Linked DNA regions of Danio rerio: region 1 is linked to region 2. Evidence: chromatin contacts called from public Hi-C data. All regions are on one chromosome and are shown on one strand. Each heading gives the region's core, a stretch centred on a gene start, on an enhancer-like site or on the middle of the called end of the contact. The rest is flanking DNA. Distances are from core to core; before and after follow the strand shown. Region 1 has its middle 17 kb from the start of il11ra. Region 2 holds the start of tmem267 (transmembrane protein 267).

Region 1 (4,639 bases), core at 470-2,969, 140 kb before region 2:
TAAATTTTGTTGAATATATACTAACTCTTCATTTCATAATAGAGCACATGTTTCTGCATGCACTTTACCAAAACACTGGAAATCTAACAAAAAAGCACAAAATGACTATTTCTAATCTCTGTGATGTTCAGGGTTCCCACATAGCAAAATATCTCTGGCCCAGCTCTGGCCCACACAATCAGGTTTTGCTTGGCCCACATGCTGCAGTGAATTACGGTACATGACTGGACCAAATCTGGCTTCCAGACAAGGGCCAAACACGGACCATATCTGGGCCAAGTCTCAGCCAAGTTAATAACTCGTAACTGGGCCTGAACTGTGCCAGATAGGTTGGTGTGTCACGATTCCAATGAAATTGATAAACCCATGGAGTTATGCGCTTTAGGCACACTATGGGCACACTTTTTCTCAAAGTGACCTGATTGGTAGATTTTTTTTTCTTTACTCAAAAATGATTTTAGTGTATTTTAAATGTGGGTCAAGACTGGCCAAACTCACATGGCCCACTTATCAAATTTTTAAATCTGGGCCAAATACTACGTTTTTCATCTGGCCCAAATCTTGTGTGCCGCCTTAAAGACGGTGCCGCCTCTGCCAAACCCGGGCCATGTTTGGCCACATGCTGTATGCCAGTGCCGGATGAATGCCTGCTGTGCCAGCTTTATGCCAAATCTGGGCCAGAATTCTTTGCTACTAGGGTTAGGCCACATGTTTTCATCAACATCACTCCTCAAAGTCTTCCTTTTACTGTATATTTGTAAATGTAATAGATTCCAACCCAGACTGGAGTCAGTTGTGGTTGGGCCAATTTACCCAACATAAATCAGTTGTGTGTCAATTATGCACTTGTTTGTTAATTATCAGCTAAGATATATTTTTGATATTGTTTTTGAACTGATATCATTGCAGAAGCAGATATTTTTGTACTGTATTTAAGGTTTGGAATATTGTTTTTGCTATTGTGGGATGTGTGTTAACATTCGTAAATGCTACAAAAACAATCTATCGTTTTGTTGGGAGGTAGCTTGTCTGTTAAGAAAATGTAAACATTGTGTAGATGTTAACTGACTGCATACTGGGTGAAAACGACATGAAATGTGTGAATGATATGGCCACAAAAGACTGATGCTCTTCTAATTGTGAATAGAATTTTGAAAATGTGAAAACTGGTTGGACAAATGCTTGTTCGTTACTGAAAAAAGCTGGAAGACAATTTGTTCAATTAGATTTAGAGGTTGTAACATGCAGCAAATTACCAGTGGTTTTAATCATATCAATATTGATCAAACACAATATTTTTATATGTAATAATGTCTTTAACAATAGAGTATGTTTAAAACACCACGCTCTTTACATTTTAAATAGAACACTCTTTACTGAGTTAGGCTAAAATGTATTTTATAAGCTATGTCCAGAAGAGGTCGCCATACAACTGTTCAGAAAACCCACTGTAAGTCAAGGACTGTTCAGTATTAAAAATCATGTATCAAATGAGTGTATTCAAAGTAAATAAACTTCCACTAAAATGTAAAACCAACGCTTGAAATTCAAATGGCTAATGACTCTAACACTTGTCCACCATGATTACAGTGTGCGATATTTATGGTTTTAGGGACTCAAAATAAAATAAGATTGTATATTGTAACTAAAGCTGTAAATTGTGTTATTCTTTCTACAAGAACGAAACTCACCTCAAATGCTGATCTGAAATCAAACTGCAATATATGATTAGCCAACATTTTTGAGTGATGTCTGAGTTTTCAGTTTAGAGGCCACAGCGCCATTTGAAGATTAATATATATTGGGTAACATATTTGTGGGGATGTTGATGTGGCCAGACATCTGGAGCATCTGGTTCTCTTGCTCAGATTACAGACTTCAGATGTTACATCTGGGATGGACAACAAGTTAAAGACTGTAAACACAAAAATATCATCCTGAGTAGCTACCATTGCGTATTAAATTCATATCTGTGAGATACATGTGCTCCAGCGACTGTCAAGATGCAACATGTTTCAGTAATGTTTAACACTGGGAAAACATTCATTTAATTCTCCACTCTGTGATTTTAGAGATTAAAGCTTTTAAATCATTATTATCCACCAGCAATTATACCATGGTACTTTAGAAATGGAAAAACAAATGCTTGGAGAAATGGAAAAGGCTGGAGAAAGGACTTGAAAACTTCAATAAAAGTTCATAAAAAAGGAGTTAAAAAAGGGGAATGAGAAATTAAAGTCCAATCATATAATTATATGACTATAATTGTTAATAAGCGTCATTAATTAAAAAAATAATAATATTATCATTTCGTTAATCAGTGTTCCCTGCATTCATTGGGATCAAAGTACAGTAGATATTCTTTGTTTAACTTTTCTACTCACTTTGTTTTATATAGCTGATTAAAGGAGGCCGTACTGTTTAACACAGACAGAACAGTTTTTTGTCCATCCATTTTTGTAGTATTGTTATTGGTATACAACGTCATATACAAAAAATATGAAGCAGCTGGTTACATGATATGTGTTCAGCAATGTTATTTGTAATGATCTTAGTGTATGTTTACATAACAATGTGATACTTCGCATTTTTCAACCTTTTTTAAAGGAAACAATGTAGTCAAAACATTTCTCATTCAAAGCGGCAAGGCACATTGTTTTTAGTCGTGCTGGCATTATTTTGACAATATTGTTGTCTGTAGGCAAAAAAAATTCAAAAATACTAAGGATAAACTGTTTTATTTTAATACACTGCGTTATTATGATATATTAATATATTGGGCCCTATCATACACCTGGCACAATATGGCACAAGGCGCAACCCAATTGTTGTTTGCTAGATTCAGCTTGGTGCAAGAGTCGTTTTGACGTTTTGCGCCATGCTGTTTATATAGCAAATGCATTTGCGCTCATATGTGCGCCCATAGGCCCATAGGCGTCTTAAAAGGGCTTTTGCATAATGTTATTATTATTACTAGCAGTATTATTTATTATATGTTTATTTATATTTGTTTTATTAAAAACAAGCTTAGATTTGCCCACCTGTCAGGTTTTAGACCATATGGGTCACAGCATTAGTATTAGGATATAACTTTTTGACCACACTTTGTTATTATTGTTCATTAATTCGTTTGCTGGAAATTAGAAGAAAAAGTTTTAAAATATTTGTGCTTAACAAACAAAATAAATCATTTATAGGCTAATTGATGTCTATGCGTAGAAGGTTTCTCTGTCCATGAGAGCAAAAGTTAAATTTAATAATTTATCTCTCATTCTCGTGCTATAGATGCTCTGTTTAACTTTTCTTGCTAGTGAAATGCTCAGTTTTTCCACTAACACTTACTTTACGTCATGTAATAAGCAAATGCACCATGGCGCGACGCAACTCTTAAGCTGCAGTCACACTGGGCTCTTCCTTCCATAGACTTCCATTCATAAGCACTCAAATGCGTCAGACCGGAAATGCAGGGTCATGCGTCAAGTTTCGCAGGTTGCTGCGGTGTAAAATTCAAGCTTGGTGAACTCTGACCTGCGAAATCGCATCACTTGACTGTGTGACACCAATCGAGGATTAAAAATGACATCTCTGGACAGAAATTTAAAAAATGGAGCAATTGCTTGCTTTTTTAAATGTCTAATAAACTTGTTTAATCCCGCCCCTTTTCGCAGAGCTGTACGACAGAATTTCACAAACTCAAACTCTGGTGTGACCGCAGCTTCAAAGGAAATGGGAGATGAGATTCTGATTGGTTTATTCTCAACCTATAACTCATTGAGAAAATAAGCGAAAAGCGAATTTTTCCATCTTAAATTTGCAAAAGTGGATTGTGACATGCCCTTAATGCGTTTGCGCCCTACACTTTGCACTTTGCGCATGGATTGTTAAAATAGAGCCCTTCATTTTTCTTTGGGCTTGAATAAAATTTGTCAATCATTTGTTTGTTTGTTTGTTTATTTGTTTGTTTGTTTTAGTTGTTCACTTATTTATTAGTTTATTGTCTGTTTGCTAAATATTTTTAATACATTGTAAGCAGATCTTTAGAGTTGCCTGTTTTCTTAGGCTTGAATTATGTTTGTTAATCGATCAATCATTTATTTATTTATTTATTTATTTGACCAGTTATGTAATTATAGTCTGTATTCTCAAAAAATATTAAGGATAAACTTTTAAATTTTTAATACATCATAAACAGATCTGTGCTCTCCTCCACTGGTCTTGGTCAGAATTCTTACCTCAGAATTTTGTATCAATTGGCTTAATGGAGTATTTGAAGCTCTGGCCAATAACACACAGTCAATTTGTGAAAAACAAAGGTGTTGATTAATGTTTTAGCTACTGAAAATATAAAGTTCTGTCATAATACAGTCTACATGTGCAGACTTATAGGTCACCCAATCTACTCTTTCGTCATTAACTACAATGGTACATTGGTTGGTGTCACCTTGGCAACCAATAAGTTTTCTCCTCAACATTAACTGTAAAAAATGCTGGGTTCCAGACTACCAATTAAAGAATTAGGTTAACTTTTTTTTTTTTTTTTTTTTTTTTTTTTTACAAATTTAAGTGGATTGAACGTACAACAATTAAGTTGTAAAAAAGTCTTGCTGTGAGGCAACAGCACTACCTACTGTGCCACTGC
Region 2 (4,110 bases), core at 936-3,435:
CATGTCTACGTGGCTAAATGAGTTGCTGCCATGTGATTGGCTGATTAGAAATGAGCAGTTGGACAGGTGTACCTAAAAAAAGTGACCGGTGAGTGTATATCGCTCATACATACAAAGCAATTCTAGCAACATTTTAACTGATTTTGCAACATCTCTATTGTTAGTATGGTTAAATAAATATTACTCAATTTACTGCAAATTACCCAAGTATATTTTCAAGTGAGAGCCTGACAATTGAAAGTAGATCTGGTAGCAGATATCGCAGCCTCTATTACTTGTTACCTTGCACTTTTTTGTTAACATTTATTATTTAATTTAAGTTTATTTAGTTTTTCACATTCTGATTCTAATGCCTCATTATTAAATTGTTAAAATGATTGTAATTAATTGAAATATTCTTAAAAATATTATGTGTTCTTAGGAAGAGTGTATTGTGATAATATTATATGGTCATTCTGCTATTATATAATGAGTGGCATAAAATGGTCTTAAAATTACAATAATATTGTCTATCGCAATATATTTTGGTGCAATATATCGTACAACAAAAAACAGATATTGTGACAGGCCTACAAACGATTCTATATGTTCACATAATTAGCTGCAAAATGTAGTCAAAACATGTTCTATTGATTATATTAATCCAATTGTATAGTGAAAAAAAATATTACAAGTGTTAAATGTAGAGGGAAATTTAAACAGGGATCAAACCTGTGGGTTTATTCGGTTTCTTTAATATGTCTCTAATCTGAACACACTTTTCCACAATCTTTCTGATAATTCTCCAGTACATGCATTCTTTAATAAAAACACACACTCGCATTATTTAAAAAGCAATGCCCATTTCATTTCAATTATTTATAAACGTTATAAATGTTTTTTTATTAAATAATTGCTGGTGGTATTTTAGATATTGGAAAGATTTGTCAAGCATAATAATGTAAAAGCAAAAAAGAAAAAAAAAGTTGTCTTTTTTAACAATTCACTAAAAGGGAATATTAGGACAATGTTGTTATAATTTTCTAAAAAGTAAAAAAATATATATAACATTATCAAAAACAAACCTTAATAAAAGTATGTTCAGTGATTTTCTTTTTTTAATTAAGAAGAGGCCAATGAGCTTATGATGTGGATTAAAAGTCATAAAATTGTAAAAAAGAGAAATGCATAAATAAAAGTTATGTTTTTTGCACAGACTTCACAGGACTACAATGTGCTTTTTATTTTGTTTTAACCACAAACCGTTTTGTCTCTAAAATTGCTGGTAGACTGTAACTTGTATAGTATAAATTACCAAGGACCATGATTTAAGCTAAAAATCTTCTTTAACGTTCTGCTGACTAAATAAATAAATGAATAAAAACTACATATTACATATTCAACTACATATTTAATGGCCTGTGCGTAAGTGTGAATTAACTATTTATTATAATTTTGAGGTAAATTATTCAGTACACCAAGGTTCTGTTTATTTATAAAAGCAGATGTAATGGCAGTATTTCATAAATATAAAAATGACTAAGCACAGATCAGTGAATGATGACTCCATGATATTTCATGACTATGACAACAAATTGTTAATTAAATGGTCACCAGAGTTAGGTGTACACATATGTAACTGTTACTTACATAAATATTTATTTACTCAAAGACGCTCTTAAAAACAACGTGTAAACCTTCAAACAGTGGGGAGAAAGTCAACCCGTTACAGGTTTACTAAGAAAAAGAATCTAAACGAAAACGTTACATTTCATAATGAATGCATTAAATAATGAAGGCATGCAGCCTGTCGAGATATTTAACATTTAACGTGATTGTTTTAAGTCTTATTTTTAGCAAAATAACACTGATATTCTGCGTGTACTATAAAATAAATTCAAATTACTCTATTGTTGGTACAATTGGATATCTTGGTCTAGCAAGGTTTAATAAAAAGAGTATTAGCTTTGAAGCTAACTAGCTTATCAGCTAATCCATAGCTCAAGGTACATTAAATTTATTAGCCAACATAACAACGTCCGCATAAACTGATTCAACGGCACTGTTCTCCTCTAGTTTTAGACATGGCTACAATGACCAAAATAAGGCACTAATAGGTACTGTTTCCTCACCTCATCTCATTCCCCTCACCGGTCTGACGGACTGTTTGTTCTCTTGTAATGTTTGAATCGCGAATCACTGAATCGGTTCCTTACTGCTTCGTAAAGCTTTGAAATCTTTGCGAATCGTTTGTTTAAAACAAGTGACTCGGTCATTCGGAGCGCGTATCATCAAACCACAAAAGTAAACAAATTTCTGTAAACGAGATTTCGTTGCGTCATTTGATTCAAAAATGCAAAAAAAATTGTAGATAATGTGCACATTTGCTGATACTGCATGTGATAAAAGTTCAGTATAATTTTTTAAATAAGTTTTATGACAAGTTTTTTAAAATGCAAAATAAGAGTTTTTGTTGTGTCATAAAGAAACTTTAACAGAATAATAAAAAAGTAACTTAAATAATAATAAAAAAATAATTTGATTAAATGTCATATTAATTTTATGTCATAGCTTATTCTTGCATTATTTAACAGGATAAGTTGGGGGTTTATTCCGCTGTTGCATAAAGGGACTAAGCTGAAAGGAAAAAGAATGATATTTAACTGTAACAAAGATTTACTCCAAACCAATTTAAAACACAAAGTACAAAACTTTTTGGGGACTTCCGGCAGTTAACTGAAGCGCATGGCCGCTTAACTTTTTGTCTCCCGTTCGGTCGGAGATTAATTCCCCAAACAATACAATTAAAACTTAGTTATTGATCGAATTTAATGACGGAAGGGGAGAAGATCAAAAAGGGCAAAGGAAAACAGCTCGGGAAAGCGGATAAAGGTAGTAATTTAGAGGATACCGCCGTGGCTGAGGAACAAGGAGACCGTAATGGCGGACAAGAGGAAAATCTAAAATTAGCAACAGTGGATGATAGCGTCGCGGCCATCCGCGCAGATATAAAGATGATGGCCTTGGAGATGAAGTCAGAGCTAAACAACTTCCGAGACGATCTGAAAAGAGAATTAGTGGACTTTCGAAAGGAAATTTATCAGACGCTAAACGAAATCACAACCAATCTAAAAACTACAACTGACAGAGTTAGTGAGGCCGAGGCCCGCATCGCCGAAGCCGAGGAGTGGTCCACGGACTTCAGAGAAGCTCTGAGCCAGTCACTACAAGCCCAGAAAAAAATGCAGATGAAGTTAACGGACCTGGAGGCACGCTCGAGACGTAATAATGTTAGCATTTACGGGATCTCGGAAGGCGCTGAAAATAACAACATGTACCAATTCATTGATAATCTTATTAAAAAAGAACTGGACCTCGCTGATATTGAACTCAGGATTCAAAGATGCCACAGAGCGCTCTGACCAAGACTCAAGATCGGTGATTGTGTACTTTCAAGAATTCAAAGTTAAGGAAATGGTTCTGCACACTGCGTGGAAGAAAAAGGAAATCTTTCACAACAACAGCAGGATCTATTTTGATCATGACTACCCTGCTGAAACCTTGGCGAAAAGAAAGGCATACTCTCAGATCAGGAGGATACACAAAGACCCAAACACCGCCGCCAGCAAAACTGCGAGTTTTCTTTGACGGTGGGCCGATCACCTATGGAAGCGCAGACGAAGCGACCGAGGACATGAAGAAAAGGGGCTTCCAGTTCGGCCGCGAGACATCTTCAGAAGATGAGGTTTTGAGCAAAGCGCGGACGACCGGCTGGCAACGCTCCACGAATACGACAAACTGGCAGACCTGTCAGGATTGGATTAAAGTGAGGCTCCGGAATTTTTCGCCGACCAAGATAAATTTAAAGGTTTATGGTTTGTTAGATACGAGTGACAAATGACTGTAAACTATACAGTTGGTGAAGGAACCAGCTGTTTGTTATGGACATTTTAGTGTGTGCCAGGCGACAGCTGCGAACACCCGCAACGGGATGGAGTAAGACTGAATTCTTTTTTTTCTTCCCCCTAACGTTACTACTCTAAGACTGTTATCTCATGTAGGCTGTTGCTGTTATCCTACTTACCTCAATTATTTTTCTGTTGATCTGCAACAGGTAAAATCGCCCTTAGT

The links. A called contact is a pair of places that touch in the nucleus more often than the background predicts.
Region 1: a contact with region 2 is called in a Hi-C map of embryo, with 2.7 times the contacts expected there. The contact joins the enhancer-like site here to the promoter of tmem267 in region 2. A contact is called at or near these places in 5 of 18 Hi-C or Micro-C datasets (caudal fin, embryo, fibroblasts and 2 more) and 1 of 4 datasets of contacts at active chromatin or transcription factors (caudal fin).

The regions. Positions count from the first base shown.
Region 1 is chr10:15,610,536-15,615,174 of GRCz12tu, reverse strand. No RefSeq gene overlaps it. Among named protein-coding and RNA genes, the nearest start is that of il11ra, 17 kb to the right of the region's middle. Within about 2 kb of position 1,719, at least 3 of the 62 cell types and tissues checked have an H3K27ac peak or open chromatin away from gene starts, as enhancers often do.
Region 2 is chr10:15,476,401-15,480,510 of GRCz12tu, reverse strand. tmem267 (transmembrane protein 267) reads right to left here and starts at 2,185. Exons shown (of 3, transcript NM_001003574.2): 1 at 2,112-2,185.